2 separate regions of the Ovis aries genome follow, and region 2 is linked to region 1. A link is a contact called in public Hi-C data. All regions are on one chromosome and are shown on one strand. Each heading gives the region's core, a stretch centred on a gene start, on an enhancer-like site or on the middle of the called end of the contact. The rest is flanking DNA. Distances are from core to core; before and after follow the strand shown.

Region 1 (6,949 bases), core at 1,195-3,694:
ATTTCATTTAAAAAAAATACACATTATCATGCATATAAATATGCAATATTAAAAGCTTTTAGTTCTGCCTGGTTTTGACCCTTATATAAGGAATTATACTGACTATGTATACATTCGTGCTATGTTTCTTTTGTTCCTACTATGCTTATAAGACACATCTGGGTTGGTACGTGTGGTTCAGTGTTTCTTTTTTGCTGAACTAAACTCAGCAAAAATTTATTATGTCCAGATACTGTTAATTTTGACCCATCATGAACAAGGATGCCATAAACTTTCTTGTACATGTCTTCTGATGAGCATGCATAGTCAAAAAAAGAACTGCTGGGTAAATGGGTATGTGTGCCTTCAACTCATTCAAAACTGTTTCCCAAAGTGTTGTAGCAATTTACATTCTTATCCAATAGTGTCTGTGAGTTCCTGGTGTCACAGAACCCTCCAATATCTGGTAGTGGAGTAGTTTCTCACTGTGCTTTTAATATCCATTTCCCTAAAGACTGATGAGGTCAAATATCTTTTCATCTGTTTGGTCATTTTGATATCCTCTTTGGGGAAGTCTTTTACTCATTTTCTTTTTTAGACTGCCTGCCTATAACATGCAGTATTTTCCCTATCAGTTAAGAGGTGATCAAAAAGTTTGAAAATACAATTCTGATGAGAAGATGGAGAAACACACATTGCCTAAGTTTAAAGGAGTATAAACTGCCAACAACTCTTGTTTAAAATTCAAAATGCATACATTTAAAGATTGAGCAATTTCCCATCTAGGAATCCATGTATCTAATTACAAACACAAATAACTTAAGAACAGTCACTTTAGATTTGTTAGTATTAAACTCCATCACTGGGAGACTGGTTAATTACCTATTCCTAGCTTTACAACGGAATTCCATTCAACTGTTGAAAAACAATGAGATAGAACTCTATGTGTCCATATGTAACAAGCTACAGGAGAGTAAAATGAAAACACCAGTGTTGCAGTGTTAACAGTATGTTACTATTAAATGTAAAACCCCAGAATTATACAGCTATAAACTTGCACATTTTTACATTATCTTCCTTAAAGGGAAACAGGCAATAAGGATAACCCTCTGGGGAAAACTGGGAGCATAAGATTTTGCCTTCTGGGAATTTTTTTAAATTTTGTGCATGTAATAATACTCATGTGCCTCAAAGTTCAAACATGACAATCGCTTATGCAGTAACAAGCTTCCCTCTGACCTGCCCAGCTCACTTCTCTAAAAGGCAACCCGTGATGTCAGTTCCTTGGGCCTCCTTTCAGAGACACCTAATGTTCCACCTTTTCACTCAAAAACAAATAGTTATGCATATAAAATAGGTTAAATTAAGTGACCATTAAGTGACTAAAAAAGCACTTGAAACTTACTCATCATCCTCCTCCTCCTCTCGCTTGTGTTTCTTTCTACAGTGAGTTGAAATACTGTTAAACAAACAAACAAACTCAGTCAGTTGAGAAATTTACTGAGCTGGTACATTCAGCATCCAAATTCAGGCTCCGATAATCTTGCCCACCCCACTATCAGCTCTCCCCTCCCTTGCCCTGTGGGATGGATATACAAGTCACACGGTCAGTCAGGTAAAAGTGTTGGCTGGTCCTGACAAAATCACACTGAAAGCTAAATTCATTCGGTCAAGGCCGGGGGAGATAAACTGGGGCGACCAGCCTAGGGAAAACGTATCGGGGCAGGCACCATGCTGAGCACTTTAGTTTATGATCCCACTAGAAGGACCCATTTCTCTCCCAAGTTGCGGATGAGGAAACTCAAGAGTCCGAGAGTCGCTGAAAGTTACTAACAACAGCTGCCGGGCCGCAGTCTGGAGGGAGCGAGGCGTGTGCGCGCCCAGGGCAGCTCCAGGCCCGGGTCGGTCCTGCTCCCATCCCCGCACGCCCCGGGTGAGCAGACCTCTCCTCACTTCTCCCGGCGCAAGCGCGCCGAGGTTGGAACTGGACCCCCGCGCTGTGCGACCTCCGCGATTTACGGCAACCGCCTGTGGGGCTCAGTCTCCTCATCCGCAACTTGAGGCTCAAGAGCCCCCACCAGGGTCGCGAAAAGGGTCAACCCGCCCGCGCCAGAGCCTACACCCGCCCCCGCCGTCCGCCGGTCTCCTCACCGTCCGCGCGCCGCGCTCCCGCCGGAGCTGCTCGGGGTGGCGCGAAGTCCCGGCCGCGGGGCCAGCTCGGCGCCCTCCGTCCCCGGCGGGAAGGCCCGACCGGCGAAGGCCGGCGGCGGCTGCAGGAAGTCCGAGCCACCGCTCAGGGGAAGGCCGCTAAACGGCCGGCCGAGCGCCGCCATGGCCGGGGAGACGAGGAGGCTGCGCCCACGGCCCCGGCCGTCCGCGTCCCCGGGCCCGGCAGCAGCGGCCACAGCGACTGCCGAGAGGTACCCGCCTCTGAGCCCGCTTCCCGACCCCACGTCACGCCTTCTAGAACCCTCCACCCCAAGCCGCCCGGAGCACGCCGGGATTTGTTGTGTGTGGCGAACTGCTGGCGCGAGGGCTGCCGGGAGCTGAAGTCCTTGAGGACCACAAACAAGATGGCTGCCCGGCCGAGTCTTCGGGGCTGGAGGATGGCCCTACCTACCAGAGGTCTTAGGTCCAAATCCTCACTCGTCAAGTAACCTCTGTACCTCAGTTTTCTCAGTAGTAAAACCTGAAAACAGTAGTACCTATGTTCTTAAGATTGATAGGAGAAGTAAATGAATTAAAACCTCTAGAGCCCTTAGAAGTTCTAAGTTAGAACACTTCTTGGCACATAGTGTTAGTCGCTCAGTCGTGCCCGACTCCTTGCGACCCCATGGACTGCAGCCCGCCAGGCTCCTCTGTTCATGGACTTTTCCAGGCAAGAATAATACTGGAGTGGGTTGCCATTTCCTTCTCGAGTCTTCGGTGTTTTAATGTAAATGAAGTTGGTGACACTTTAGAGGAAACAGCACGGAAGATCAGGAAAAGCCTCAAAGTTCTGAGCGGTACTGGCAAGCCTTCCAGCCTCCCTCTGGGAGCATCCAGAGACAACTGCTTGCTAAAGGGCTAGCAGAGTTGGCCATCCCAACCACTGATCACGACCATATTTCCCGTCTCGGGAAACGGCACCGTCGTCTAGTCTGAGTTGCTTATACCAAAGTCAGTGCCCTTCAGTCAAAGACCACCAAGAACTCATACTTGTGTTGCATATGGACACATAGAGTTCTACTTCATTTCCTTTTCAACTGTTGAGTGGAATTCTATTGTAAGGCTGTGTGTGCTTAGTAGCTCAGTCGTGTCCTATTCTTTGCGACTCCATGGGACTGTAGTCCGCCAGGCCTCTGTGTTCATGGTGATTCTCCAGACAGGAATATTGGAGTGGGTTGCCATGCTCTCCTCCCGGAGATCTTCCCAATCTAGGGATCAAACCCAGTCTCCTGCATTGCAGGTGGATTCATACCGTCTGAGCCACCAGGAAAGCCCCATTGTAAGGCTGAGTGTAGACAAATCTAAGTTTTTTGTATATATTTGCAAGCAGGTAAATGGATTCCTAGGTGGAAAATTGCTGACAGTGTTTTTAAAATAAACATGTTCAATACAATGAGATGCAATGCACTGAATGTTTGTGTCCATTGCACCTCATTGTATATTAACCCAGATGGAGTAGAACATGAGGTTAAAAACAAGAAGTTGAAAGAAGCAAACATCAGCAACGAGCATTTATTGAGCACTTACTTCCCTGGTGGCTCAGACGGTAAAGCGTCTGCCTGCAGTGCAGGAGACCCGGGTTCAATCCCTGGGTTGGGAAGATCCCCTGGAGAAGAAAATGGCAACCCACTCCAGTACTCTTGCCTGGAAAATTCCATGGACTGAGGAGCCTGGTAAGCTACAGTCCCATGGGGTGGCAAAGAGTCAGACACAACTGAACGACTTCACTTTCACTTTCTTTCACTATGCTAGGCACTGCTTCTCATTAACTCCACCACAACTCTGTACTTCCCTGGTGGTTCAGACAGTAAAGAATCTGCCCATAATGCAGGAGACCCAGGTTTGATCCTTGGGTCGGGAAGATCCTCTGGAGGAGGAAATGGCAACCCACTCCAGTATTCTTGCCTAGAGAATCCCATGGACAGAGGAACTCGGTGGTCTATAGTCCACGGGGTCACAAAGAATCTGACGAAACTGAGCGACTAACATACACGTGTGCTAGGGCACTGCTTCTCATCATCACCACTTTGCAGAATAAGAGGCTAAGATTCAGAGAGGTGAAGGACCAATCTTAAGGTCTCACAATTATAATGGTGGTTCTGGAAATGTTTGATTGTTTCTGAAACTAGTTATATCATCACCACTTTCTACAAGGAAATAGAAACTTTTTTTCCCCTGCTGAGCATCCTCCAAATGCATATTCGAGGAAAGATCCTTGCATTAGTCAGGGTTCTGCAGAGAAATAGAAACTACAGGATGTGTGTGTATATATATATGTATAAAAGAGGAGATCTATTATTGGAACTGACTCACTTGGTTACAGAAGCCAAGAAGTCCCACCATCTGCCCTCTATAACTAGAGAACCAGAAAGCCAATGATGTAATTTAGTCTGAGTCTGAAGGCCTGCCAATCAGGGGGCTGCTAATGTGAGTCCATATCTGAGTGTGAAAGCCTGAGCGCAAGGGCAGAAAATGGATGTCTCAGCTCAAGCAGAAGGAGGGAGCCGGTTTGCCCTTTCTCCTCCTTTTTGTTCTATTAGAGCCCCCATGGCTCAGTCGGTAAAGAATCAGCCAGCAATGCAGGAGACTGCCTGCCATTCGATCCCTGGGTCAGGAAGATCCACTGGAGGAGGAAATGGCAACCCACTCCAGTATTCTTTGCCTGGGAAATCCCATGGACAGAAAAGCCTGGCGGACTACAGTCCCTGGGGTTGCAAGAGTCCGACATGACTTAGCCACTAAACCACCGCCAGAACCCCCAGTGGATTGGCAGATGCTCCCCACATCAAAGAGCCATTTGTATTACTCAATTCGCCAATTCAAATTCCAGTCTCTTCCAGAAACATCCTTAGAGGCACACCCAGAAATAATATTTCACCAGCTATCAGAAACTCACTTAGCCTAGTCAAGCTGACGCATAAAATTAACCATCACAATCCCTAAAAAAATTGATGTTCCTGCTTAAAAAGAAATACAACAACCTCTATAGGACAGAGAAAAACCTATATGTTCAGGGCTTGCCAATGACATTCCAAATAGAGGACCCCCTTCTCAAAAGCAGTATCTGGGGGCCTCCCTGCTGGCTCAGTGGTAAGGAGTCCATCTCTCAGTGCAGGAGACACAGATTCAGTCCCTACTCCAGGAAGATCCCAAATGCTGTGGAGCAACTAAGCCCGTGAGCCACAACTAGCACAGCCAGAAATGAATAAGTAAAGTTATTTTAAAACAAAAAGAAAGAAGGAAGAGTAAACTAAATACAAAACAAGCAGAAGGGAGGAAGTGATAAAGATTAAAGCTGAAATAAATAAAAAATAGAAAAGGGACTTCCCTGGCAGTTCAGTGGTTAAGACTGCACAGTTCCAAGGCAGCGGGCACGGGTTTCATCCCTGGTTGGGGAACTAAGATCCCACATGCTGCAACTGAGACCTGGTGCAGCCAAATAAATAAATAGTTTTTTAAAAATCAAGAGAAATGAATGAAACGGAAACTTGATTCTTTGAAAAAGCTAATGCAATGTGACAAACATTTAGCTGGACAGATCAAGAAACAGAAAGCAAAGACTCAAATTATTAAAATCAGGAATGAACGAGGTAATTATAAGGGAAAACCACAAATAACTATATGCCAACAAATGAGACAATTTAGATGAAATGGATAAATTCGTGAACAAATTAATAAAACTGATTCAAAAGAAACAAATTTTGAATAGGCCTATGATAAGAGACTGAATTAGTAATAAACAATCTTCCTACAAAGAAAAGACCAGGTCCACATGGCTTCACCAGCGAAGTCTACTGAATATTTAAAGAAAAATTGACACCAATCCTTCACAAATCCTTCCAGAAAATAGAAGAGGATGGAAAAATTCCCAGTCCATTATACAAGGCCAGTATTACTTTGATGATTAAATTAGATGCTAACTAAAGAATGTCACTCATCATCTGGCTTTAAAAGGATTAGGTCATTAGCCACTGCACTAGCTGACTTTCTGCCCTGAAAGGACGTCAGGGCAGAGATTAGGGATGAGGCACTCTGCTCTGGGAAATCTGGCTGAACAGGTCTGCAGATAGATAGTTTCAGGAAAGAATTTTATGAACCCAAACTCTTGCATCAAAGCACTAAAATCATTAACTAAGATATCTGTTTCTACTTTAAAATAGTACAATATTTAAATTAAAAAAATCAACTGTATTTCTATACACTAGCATAAATCAGAGAAGGCAATGGCAACCCACTCCAGTACTCTTGCCTGGCAAATCCCATGGATGGAGGAGCCTGGTGGGCTGCAGTCCATGGGGTCGCTAAGAGTTGGACACGACTGAGCAACTTCACTTTCACTTTTCACTTTTATGCATTGGGAAGGAAATGGCAACCCACTCCAGTGTTCTTGCCTGGAGAATCCCAGGGACTGGGGAGCCTGGTGGGCTGCCATCTCTGGGGTCACACAGAGTTGGACGCAACTGAAGTGACTTAGCAGCAGCAGCAATAAATAATCTTGAAAATGGAATTAAGAAAATAATTTTGTTTACAGGAGCATCAGAAAGAGTAAAATACTTAGGAATAACTCTTAACAAAATAGCATGTGACTTTTACACTGAAATTATAAAACATTTGAAAGAAATTAAAGACAATGACAATCTGCCTATGTTCATGGGTCAAAACACTTAATATTGTTTAATAGTTTTTAAATTGAAAAATTTTTTTTCTTGCTGCACCTGAGACATGTGGGATGTTAGTTCTCTGATCAGGGATTGAACACGCC
Region 2 (6,222 bases), core at 215-2,714, 42 kb before region 1:
GCACAGGCTCAGTAACTGTGGCACCTGGGCTTAGTGGCTCCATGGTGTGTGGAATCTTCCCAGATCAGGGATAAAACCCATGTCTCCTATATTGGCAGGCAGATTCTTTACCACTGAGCCATCAGGGAAGCCCTTCTTTTTCAGATTCTTTCTTGTAATAGATTATTACAAGATATTGAATATAGTTCCTTGTGCCATACAGCAGGTCCTTGTTTACCGTAGTGAGTTTCTGTTAATCCCAAACTCCTAATTTATCCCTCCCCCCTTTCCCCTTTGTAATTGTAAGTTTGTTTCCTATGTCTGTGAGTCTGTTTCTGTTTTGTTAATAAATTCATTTGTATTTAATTTTTAAGATTCCACATATAATTGATATCATGTGATATTTGTCTTTCTCTGACTTATTTTACATAGTATGATAATCTCTAGGTGCGTCCCTGTAGCTGCAAATGGCAATATATCGTTCTTTTTTTATGGCTGAGTAATATTCCATTGTGTATATGGAACACATCTTCCTTACCCATTCATCTGTCCATGGATACTTCAATTGTTTCCATGTCTTGGCTATTGTAAACAGTACTGCACTGAACGTTGGGGTGCATGTGTCTTTTTGAATTAGAGTTTTCATCTTTTCCAGACAGATGCCCAGGAGTGGGATTTCTGGATTTTATGGTAACTCTATTTATAGTTTTCTGAGGAAACTTCATATTGGTTTTCATACTGGCTGCACCAACTTACATTCCCACCAATAGTATAGGAGGGTTCCCTTTTCTCACACCCTCTCCAGCATTTAATTAATCAGTTACTTTCAGCTGCACTGGGTCTTTGTTGCAGCACAAAGCTGTAGATCAATTTCAGGAAGGCGGACAGAGAGTCAAGAGGCCAACTTCAAGCTTTCTGTTTGGGAAGCAAGGAAAGAAGTTCTGTTCCATCAGACTCTGATGCCCTCCCCACATTGCCCGCCTCACCCTCCCATCACCTGCAAGCTTCCACTAATGTTACTTTTGCCCAGAAATTGTTTCCTCCTCTGAATGCCCTCTGAAAGCCAACGGGCTTCCTCTAGTTGCGGCCGACAGAGGCTACTCTCCTGTTGCGGAGCACAGGCTCTAGATGGGGTTTCTCCGCATTTCTGACTCCCCAGTAGTAAGTCAGAAACGGTCACAGTCACTTTTCCCTTTATCATGGGATTTGTCACGCAGATGCTTTTAATCTTGATACAGTCAGACTTAACCATCTTTTCCTTAATGGTCTGCAGTTTTTGCATCTTCTTTAAGAGATCCATTTCCATTCTGATGTTCCAAATATGTTTGTTAAAATTTCTGCTAAAATTGTAAGGTTTCACGTTCCACAGTGGGAGCTTTGATGCATCTGAAATTCGTTCATGGTCTGATGGGACAGAATGAGCTGATCCTGTTTCCTTTCCATACAAAGAGTCTGTTGTCCCAACACCATCTCTTCCCTGCCGACTTGCTGGTCTGGTGTCTGGGCTGAGTCAAAGTGGGCCAGTTCCTCAGCCACAGGGCAGCCCTGGCGGGGCAGTGCCCTCTTGGGCATACAACTTGCAGCCAATGCTTTAGAAGCTGCATCGATGAAGGAGACCCCCCTACAGGGTTTTTAGAAAAGTTGCTGTTCAAAACTTTAGAAAGTATGGGCAGAGAGTGAAGAGGAGTCCAAGGTCATAGTTACAAATCGAGGCTTTAGAGTCAGACAGACCTAACCTAAGATTCCACTTCCCCTCTCAGATGTGTTATCTCCTCCTTCTTTATGGCTGCCCCTTCCGGGGATCCCCTGATCCAACCACAACATCACCCCCCAGCTCTTCCCTGGCTGCCTAACTCTGCACCCCGCTCCACCCACCAATCACAGACAGCTCAGGTGGGTGCTGGACAAAGAGAGCCCACTCAGAGACTGGGATAGCCAGAGATTCTAGCGCAAGAGATTTATTGAGGAAGGACCCTAGGGAGGAACACTGGGAGGAACTGAAAGAAGCAGGACGGAGCCAGAGAGGAAACTGAGCAGATGCGTGCTTTCAGGAGAGGTCTAACCGCAGCCCGATCCCATAGGGAGCTGGGGGGTATTTATTACACTGCAGAGTCTGTCCTGCCCTGAGGCCAGGGAGCTGGACTTTAAACCCCACCCTGTTAGTCAGCCATTGGCCAAGGGCCACCCGGGCCGTGTGTGTAACCTCCCAGGCATCTCCTGGCAGGGCAGCTCCCGTTAGCTAAGAGAATCCTCCAGAGAAGGATGGAGCCATGAGCGTTTAGCAGCCAACACCCAGAACAGCTGGGAAGTGGGTGTACCAGTGAGCAGGGCACCAATAGTGTCCAGCCAAGAGACCAAATCTGCCTACTTGCTGCAGTTCATCGTAAATTAGAAAGAAATAGTTGAAACAGAGTCTGAGGATGTGATGATGGGAAAGGTTTAGAGAAAAATATGTTCTTGGACATGTCTTCACAAAGCTTCGTCAAAGAACGATCTATTTCACTATTTGATGACTGTTATGTAATGTTAGTTTAAATTGCTCTCTGGCTTTATTTTCTTTCTAGTGACAAAATAAATCTAGGTTCATGGTAAATTATTCCTATGCTAAAGTAATTTTATCTTAGCAAGTAATGTCAGATGGAGAAGGAAATGGCAATCCACTCCAGTATTCTTGCCTGGGAAATCCCAAGGACAGAGGAGCCTGGCGGGCTGCAGTCTGTGGGGTCACAACGAGTCTAACGTGACTTATCGACTAAACAACAAGTAATGTCATATATCCTAAAGGAATCAACCTTGAATATTCATTGAAAGCACTGATGCTAAAGCTCCAATACTTTGGCCACCTGATGCAAAGAGCCGACTCATTGGAAAAGACCTTGATGCTGGAAAAGATTGAAGGCAGGAGGAGAAGGCGCTAAAGACAATGAGATGGTTGGATGGCATCACTGACTCGGTGGATGTGAGTTTGAGCAAACTCTGGGAGATGGTGGAGGACGGGGAAGCCTGGTGTGCTGCAGTCCACGGGGTCACAAAGAGTTGGACAACGACTTAGTGACTGAACAAGAACAATGTCATACAACCTCTCCCCACACACCCATCCTGAGAGAACCACGGGTAAGAATTAGAAGTATATTATCTCAGCTCGTATCTATATGAGTCATCTTTTGGAAAGGTCTAGAAAGCAGAAGAGGTCTCATTAAATCTGGCCCACTGGAAACCTTTAGCAAATATACTTAACGGTAACTTTGAAAGCTTTCTTTCTGAGATGGAGAATGAGATGACAGTGTCTGCTCTCATCACAAATATTTAGCACAGTTCTTTAGGCCATTGGAGAGGCAATATTTAAACCATATGGTATGGATACAATGAAGTAAAACTACCAGTATGCAGTAGTCCCCTGATTGTGCGTGCAGAAAGCCCAAATGAATGAAACATTCTCAACTGTAAAATAAAGAAGTTAATTTATCAAGTTTGCTAGATACAAGGTTGATATAATAGCTGGATTTCTACACAAAAACAATTTTAAAGTGAAATGTGAAAAAACACCATGTATAATGGCATCAAAATTAAAATATGTAGCTCAAAGTTCAGTTCAGTCGCTCCGTCATGTCTGACTCTTTGTGACCCCATGGACTGCAGCACACCAGGCTTCCCTGTCCATCACCAGTTCCCAGAGCTTGCTCAAACTCATGTCCCTCAAGTCGGTGATGCTATCCAACCATCTCATCCTCTGTTGTCCCTTCTCCTCCTGCCTTCAATCTTTCCTAGAACTGGGGTCTTTTCCAATGAGTCAGTTCTTCACATCAGGTTCTACACAGTGCCTTTACAAAGACAAAGAATTAACATGTACACACTACTATATATAAGATAATGGAGAAGGCAATGGCACCCCACTCCAGTACTCTTGCCTGGAAAATCCTATGGATGGAGGAGCCTGGTGGGCTTCTGTCTATGGGGTCGCACAGAGTCAGGCACGACTGAAGCGACTTAGCAGTAGTAGTAGTATATATAAGATAAACAACATCCCTACTATAAAGCTAGGGATGTCTACTCAATACTCTGTAATAACCTATATGGGAAAAAGAATCTGCAAAAAGGATGGACATATGTATATGTATAACTGAATCACTCCACTGTATACCTGAAACTAATATACTGTAAATCAACTACACCCCAATATAATTTTTTTTTTTAATTTCAGTTAAACACACACACACAGGGCTTCCTTGGTGGCTCAGTGGTAAAGAATCCACCCTGATCCGGGAAGATCTCACATGCCACAGAGCAACTCAGCCCACGTGCCACGACTATGGAGCCTGTGCTCCAGAGCCGGGAGGCGCAACTGCTGAGTGCATGCGCCAAAACCACGGAAGCCTGCGCCCCCCAGAGCCTGTGCTCCACAGCAAGAGAAGCCACCGCAGTGAGCCCACACACCACAACTAGAGTAGCCCCTGCTCGCCGAGAAAAGCCTGAGCAGCAGGGAAGGCCCAGCACAGCCAAATACATATAGATACAAGAGAAAAAATGTTTATATATAGGAAAAACAGAAAAACAACCCACGCGACTAAGAAACATTACTGAGAGGAAGTGAAGGATTTCTGAGACAATGCTCGAGTTCCTCATAGTGAACCTTTTCCTTGAGCCTGTTGGGTGGGTTTGTGGCCCACCTGGGTGATGCTGTCTTTCTATAAGCACTGAACAAATTAATAGCAAAGGCTTACTTGTCAGAAACAGTGGCAAAGACGTGACATGCACACTTTCCTGGGTCTTCAGAACAGTCCTGTCCACTGTTACCTCCACTGCGCAAGAGGGCACTGAGAGTCAGATTGTTCCAGTAACTTGCTCAACGTCACAGACAGCAAACTCTCACCCAAGCCTGTCTGACCTGGGTAACAGTGCTCCGAATCGCCACTGAAATGCTAGAAACTCAGTCTTAAGATTTGTACCGAGGCAGTCATTTTACGTGCAAGGTTGTAGGAACGTTTGTAATGTGAGATTTCAGATATTCCACAAAATGACCAAGATTGATTCTTATGCCAGAAACCCTGGGTGGGAGTCAACCATTGGAATAGTTGTCACTTGCATATGCAGTGCTGACAAATGGCCACTAGATGGCCCTGCAGCTCGTTACGGTGTCCGTGCCCTTTACCTCAGCCTCTTTGTTCCTGGTGGCCAAACCACAGAAAAAGCAGAGAAATGAGAAAACTATGCAGAATGTGGGGGCATTTTTTTTTTTTTTTTCAAAAAGCTCAGTGTACTAAATTTAAAAGGCCATCCTCTACCCTGAGATCATGCCCTTCCTACTTTGGGGAATGGTAATAGATGGTTACCCTTTCCTTAGCAAATATTCTTTCTTGGGAAAATTGACCTATCATGGGATAACTTTTTAAAAAAAAAATTGACACTTCCCTGGTGAACTAGTGGTTAGGACTCCTCGCATCCACCACAGGGGCCTCGGGTTTGATCCCTGGTCAGGGAACTAAGATCCCACATGCTGCACAGCAAATCCATTACGATCTGCTGACCTAAAAAAAACAAAACAAAACAAAAAAACAAAAAAACTTACTAAATTGTGCATTCAGAAAGTGTGGGATCAGTAAAGTACTAGCTTCTCAGGAAAAATGGATCCAGGTCAAACGTCGTAATGTCGTATTAAGGTTATCAGCCCTCCAGGCAGCGGCCTTTGAAAAAAGCTACAGTATCTAAGAAAGTTACAGACACAAACACCACACTTAGAAGCTTTTTTAAAAATAGTGAAATGAAAAGTTGATAAAAGAATCATCAAGTCAAGGAAGCGCAGAGTCAGTAAGAATTTCCCAAGGGAAATAGTGACTCAGTTGTTAAAACAGCTGGAGTATCAGGAAGGTAGGAAGATGTGAGGAGATGGCCCGAGAGAGAGATAGTAAGGCAAGAAATCTTTTTTTTTTTTTTTTTTTAAGTTTATTTACTTGGCTGTGCAAGGTTTTAGTGCAGCATATGGGATCTATTAATAGTTCCCCAATCAGGAACTGAACCCGTACCCCGGGCTTTGGGAGCACAGAGTCTTAACCACTGAGCCACCAGGGACGTCCCCAAAGGAAGAAGTCTTGTATAGAGTTGCAGGTCAAGGCCCAATTAAGGGATCAACAAGAACCTGCCTAGGCCTGGGGATGTTCTGAAACGGAAAGAGAGGGAACTGGGCAGGCTTTTGCTTTGCACTTAAAGATGATGAGTCTCGGGGTGTGGCCAAAAGGCATCAGAGCC

The links. Hi-C and Micro-C count contacts between places; a contact is called where the count stands out from the background.
Region 2: a Hi-C map of skin fibroblasts shows a contact between it and region 1, with 3 times the contacts expected there. The contact joins the enhancer-like site here to the promoter of CCDC117 in region 1. A contact is called at or near these places in 4 of 16 Hi-C or Micro-C datasets (liver, mixed tissues, skin fibroblasts and 1 more).

Annotation. Positions count from the first base shown.
Region 1 is chr17:68,206,703-68,213,651 of ARS-UI_Ramb_v3.0, reverse strand. CCDC117 (coiled-coil domain containing 117) reads right to left here and starts at 2,444. Exons shown (of 5, transcript XM_004017458.5): 1 at 2,131-2,444; 2 at 1,385-1,438. The coding sequence starts at 2,312.
Region 2 is chr17:68,247,958-68,254,179 of ARS-UI_Ramb_v3.0, reverse strand. It overlaps LOC121816974 (a long non-coding RNA gene), which reads right to left. Exons shown (of 3, transcript XR_009597058.1): 1 at 1-6,222. Among named protein-coding and RNA genes, the nearest start is that of ZNRF3, 20 kb to the left of the region's middle. Within about 2 kb of position 1,464, at least 7 of the 54 cell types and tissues checked have an H3K27ac peak or open chromatin away from gene starts, as enhancers often do. A contact at or near this core is called in tail adipose tissue, where this site is marked.